Regions from separate parts of the Bombyx mori genome. Here region 1 is linked to region 2. The links are chromatin contacts, called in public Hi-C maps. All regions are on one chromosome and are shown on one strand. Each heading gives the region's core, a stretch centred on a gene start, on an enhancer-like site or on the middle of the called end of the contact. The rest is flanking DNA. Distances are from core to core; before and after follow the strand shown.

Evidence for each region. A called contact is a pair of places that touch in the nucleus more often than the background predicts.
Region 1: a contact with region 2 is called in a Hi-C map of posterior silk gland, with 1.7 times the contacts expected there. The contact joins the promoter of LOC101739850 here to the promoter of LOC101741512 in region 2. A contact is called at or near these places in 2 of 7 Hi-C or Micro-C datasets (middle silk gland and posterior silk gland).

What each region holds. Positions count from the first base shown.
Region 1 is chr14:6,895,281-6,897,980 of ASM3026992v2, reverse strand. LOC101739850 (putative Ras-related protein Rab-33) reads right to left here and starts at 1,351. Exons shown (of 5, transcript XM_004933756.5): 1 at 428-1,351; 2 at 1-14. The coding sequence starts at 628. It overlaps LOC101735725 (myotubularin-related protein 5), which reads left to right and starts at 2,440. Exons shown (of 40, transcript XM_038015237.2): 1 at 2,440-2,700.
Region 2 is chr14:6,509,168-6,511,867 of ASM3026992v2, reverse strand. It overlaps LOC101741512 (RNA-binding protein 41), which reads right to left and starts at 1,402. Exons shown (of 5, transcript XM_004922605.4): 1 at 1,235-1,402; 2 at 868-1,140; 3 at 1-178. The coding sequence starts at 1,239. It overlaps LOC101741653, which reads left to right and starts at 2,407. Exons shown (of 12, transcript XM_062672239.1): 1 at 2,407-2,700.

The DNA.
Region 1 (2,700 bases), core at 102-2,601, 390 kb before region 2:
TCCCATAACTGGAGCTAAAAATTGTTTTAAGACTAATTATTATATTTGAATCCTACTTTTTAAACCATTGCACTGCTCAGGGTCATCAAGTCTTGGATTTTCTTTTTGTCTTGTTGTCTTGTGGTTCAATGTTATTGTTTTTTCTTGAAATGTTATTGTTAATTAACATCTTGCTTAGAGTCCCTTAAAAAGCTATGGGACAAAAAGCATTGATAGCCCTGTAGTTTCATATAGACAACAAAAGTGGGCGTTAAATGCCAGTATTATTACTTAACAAACGATTTTATATACAGCTTTACAGAACATATCTATACATTTAATTGTGTAGGATCGCTTTTACAGATGGCAACTAGTTTCATGATTAGCTTTTAGTATTTATGATTTAGAAATAGTTTATTTTGTACTTGTTTTCTTGTAACAACTTTACCTTGATATCCTCATTACGAATTTTAATGATTCTCTCTCTGAAATCAACACCGATTGTAGCTTCAGATTTATTTAAAAACTGGCCCTCACAAAAACGATAAGTTAGACAAGTTTTCCCAACACCTGAATCACCGAGAACTATAATTTTAAATACTTTTTTTTGCTTCAATCCAGGTATATCCTGGCTGGCGTTAACTGACATTTTTTTTTTATATTTCAAGTTTTACATTTTTATCGTTTCGGTGGGTAAGCATCAATGTTTGTGTTTGTTGTCCGTTGTCAAATTCTGTTTTGTCACAAAGTTTTGTGTAGGAGGAAATCAAATGAGCATAGATTATACACTTAATATATTTGACAAATGAGGATGAAGGTTATAATACAGATTACATACTGTATTACTGTAGGATATACCTACGTGATTTTACTTACTGTGTATTTACGAATATACAGCATGCTAAACAGCTATGTATGATATTATTATGTATGTCTACACTAAGTTAGTGTATCTAGCTATCTGTCTGAAAAAGCTATTCCGCCATGTACAGATAAAGTTTGTGCTTTTAAAGATTTTAATTGTTAATAAGCTTCCTGAACATGTACCGGTAGCCCTAAATATAATTACGATAAAATAAATCTAAATAAAGGAGTGACAACGCCGCATTACTTGTCAACACACATCGTCTCTTCATTTAAAAACTAGATAAAATACGTATTTAAATATATTATATATCTTCCTCGGACTTATCCTTCATTGAGGCAAGTTTATAAAATAGTGCTCGGTAATACAGTGACATGGCATTGGCTATGTCCAAGGGCGAGAAAATATATGCGTATATATGTATAACCACATATGTGTGTGTGTAATTGTGTATAAAACCACATTTTAAAAATCCACACATGTTATATGAATGGAACTAGAAAAGAGGTTAGATAAAGGTTTTTTGAGTCTGAGATTTTTCCTGAAAACAATTACCATTTTAAAAACGCACATTTTTTTGTTGAAAGCAATTAAAAATTAGTACCCTATAGAATTTTTCCGTAGTTTGCCTAGAACTTGTCATTCGGAAATTTTAAAATTTAAACCTAAATACCAGTCTAATTTTGACAAAAATATATAATTTGTAAGTTTGTAAAATATATAATATCTTCTATTAAACCATACTTAGGAACGCATTTTAGAGGGTAAGGTGATAACGATGCAAGGACTGAGGACACCAATCTTGGAACTAGTCAATCACTTTTTGGTGGGTATTTAAAGTTTAGTATTTCGTCGTAAAACTGTAATAGCCTAAGAGCCTGCGACGATCAGCCTCTTGTTTTTTTTATAAAAGTCGACAGTTGTTTTGTGCATGTGCCCAACATAGGTGTGAACGATCAGCGACTATTGTGATTGGATTATGGTTACTGGGGCCGATAAGGATGCGAGTGAGATAGAGAGTTCAGTCTATACCAAGATGCTTGTAAGATCATCATCATCATAGCTCAATAATAATGTTCTCTTAGTAACAGTTTGAAATCCGGGAAATTTCATATGTATGTAGGGGTAAATGTATTGAAGAAGCTAGTGGTGGATTCTGAGGTTCTTCCAAAAAGTCTGTAACGTTGCAGTAAATTCCCAACATTTTGCTGGAACATTTACTTCATTTCAACTTATCCCTTTTCATATTTTAATTTGATTTATCTCAGTATAAGACATTTTCTTCAAAGATTTTGTAAGTACTACTTTGGCAACAATGTTATCACAAGAAGCCAACTGCCATACAAAAAAGAATATTACGTAAAAATTGCCATACTAAAAAATCATGGACTCACTAATTCGTAACTTTTAAATTGAGTCTTTTGCTTCAATCTTAAAGTAACTTTTCAATTGTATACGCATTGCTGCTTTTGAACGACGATAAAAGCTTGTGCATTCACGCATGTAATAAAGACTATTTTTTAGCGTTTTTTTTTCACAAGTATAACATTTTTTAAAGCAGCAGCACTGACTACGCTAAAATGACAAATGTTGTTATTACTATCAATCAGAAATGTCCGTCGGTCGTTCGGTCGTATGAGTGATAGTCTTCATTGAATGTCATGATTTATTGCGAAACCCGCTATAACTCCTGATCAAAATCAAGAGTATACTTTAATAGCAAAGATATCGATTACTCTGTTTTCTTTTTTAAATGTTATAATTGTGAAAACCGGTTTGAGTTGATGTCATCGGACAACTAACCTCCGCGTTCGGACTATCTCTTATCTTTATTTTAGTTTTCGAATTTCTTGCTA
Region 2 (2,700 bases), core at 153-2,652:
TCTTCTTTTGCTCAAAGGTAAAATGTCGTCCTTAAGATGCGCAAAGAGACAATTCTCTAAAGTTTTTATATCATTCATAGGATGTCCATCACAATATGTGTTTTTAGGTATGTTTCTCTCTAAATTCTTTATTGATACATCAGTTTTAGATGTAGAAGGTTGATTATTTTGTTGTTTTCTAAAATTATAATTATTTAAATTGTATTAAAGTAAATGCAGCACCCATTCTTTATTGCAATTGAAGATGTTTAGTTTTATTGATGATAAACTAATAAATAAGGTAATACATGCTGAACTATTTCAGTGTCAAGTTGGCCAATTTAGGTATAAAAACATGTTACCTAGTTTTGAAAGTAATAGAGTCAGAACTCAAACCTAGAATTCAAGAACTATTAGTGGTGGTTGGTCAGGCACCCTAGTATCACCTTTATTGTAAACACTATAGTTGACAAGTTACAACTATGATTTATGTTTTAAAGGTGAAAATTGTTCTAAAAACCCATTAAATAATAGTGGTTATAATGTAGGTAGATGTGAAAGATCAAAAACATTATCTATGATAATGAATACACTTCCAATAATAATCAAGTAAATAATAATACTAAATAATAAAAATGCATACTTATGATACTCATACCAGAGCTGTATAATAGGTAGTAACCTGCTTTTTCCAAACAATGTTATAGGATTAAATTTATCAACATAATATATGTACTCAATTCAGTTACCAAATATTTTATGATAACGCCAAACTTTATTATTGTTATGAATATTCAAGTACCTACCTACAAGGAAACCAATTCTACCAGATTGGACACCCCAATAACTTAAGACTGTTTATTTAGTGTTAAATTAAAAACGACTCACACTTGCTCTTTAAGATTTTGTATTCTTGTGTAAATATAATGCAATTTTTGCTTTAACACACCCGTCTCAACTTTATTTTGCTGATTTAATTTACCACATTCATTCTCTTGATATAGTTTGATCTCGTCAGTAGTCAAACCCGCTTTTTTCAGTAACTCTAAATGCCGCACTTCTTCCTCTGCCCGACTGAATTCTTCGATAGAAGACAATCCATATTTAGTAAAAGGTAATACCTCAGATTTCTTCTCAAACTCTTTTGGTAGAGTATTGGAACTAGGAATTAAGACACAATAGCGATACAGAAAAGAATATAAGCAACAACAAGATGAAACGAAAAATTGTCGTTCTCAATTAGTTCAGCACTTACCACATCTATAAATTGATCTAATTTAAAATAAAACTAGGTATTAATAATGTAAATTTCTATTGTTGTTTTAATGGTAGGCAATATTTATAGACAACATTTGTCTAATTTAAGTAATTTTTTTTAAAAGTGTTTTATGGCCTGGCAACTAACACCTTTAGGTCACGTCTTATTTTAATTTATATTTTTATTTTTATGAAAAATACATACCATGGAGTGAAATGAAATGAAATGAAGATGATTAATTTAAGACATTAATCAACTGGGATGAAATTAAATGAAGTGAGGTGAGATGATATGGGATGAAATAATATAATCTCAGTAAAATTGTGGTCATTTACTGAAATTTTTTCAGTGGACTTTTTGGAGCATCCCGGGAAGTTACGTCCAGTGGCTTTGTTACATTTTCCCACATTTGTGCACTTTCACAGATGTTAAACAGTTAATAAACTACCGCTATTACACATTTAATTCTGAAGGAACACTAAATAGACAAAATAAAACAAATCACACAACTTCACTCCTCGCGTTCCCGCCAAAAAGTAGTTGAATTTTTTTTAAGTGATTTGTGACCTGGTAACTAAGATCTTTAAGTCGTCTTATTTTAGGTTATATTCCTATTTTTATAAAAATGAAAAGTCCGTTGAAATTTATGGGTCAGTATCATAGATAATATACTTAGTATTTAAGCACTTGAGCAGTAGGTACGGTTCATAGAGGGTACTTATTAACTCCATGGTACGGTTACATGGTGCATATTATAAGTGTATCAACTAATGGTGCATATGATTAAAATTAAAGTTCAGGACTTTTTGGCGGGAACGCGAGGAGTGAAGTTGTGTGATTTGTTTTATTTTGTCTATTTAGTGTTTATTCGGGTTTAAATGTGTAATAATGGTGGTTTATTAACTGTTTAATATCTGTGAAAGTGCACAAATGTGAAAAAATGAAATAAAGCCGCTGGACGTAACTTCTCGGGATGCTCCAAAAAGTCCATCTCATATCATCTCATGTTATTTAACTTCATCCCAGTTGATTAATGTCTTAAATTAATCATCTTCATTTCATTTCACTCCATTTTATCATTTTTCATAAAAATGAGAATATAAATTAAAATAAGACATGACTTAAAGGTCTTAGTTCCCAGGTCATAAAATCCCTTAAAAAATTAAAGTTCACCTTCGCGCCCAACTCACAAGTCACAACTACTCACAAGTTTGTTTATTAAAATTTGTTAGTTGTTTTTTTACTCAGTAGTTCAGTACATAGTTCCTTCCGTCCGCAGCGAATTACGAAACTGTGCAGTGTGCAGTAATTATTAATAAACAAATATTGAAACTTGAAACAACAACTGTTGAACTTAAATCAATCTAATAATTACCACAAATTTTTTACTAATTAGATTTTGATCCTAAGCTCGGCCAATGAACTTATATTAATTCGTGTGCTAATTATAATTATTCTACAAA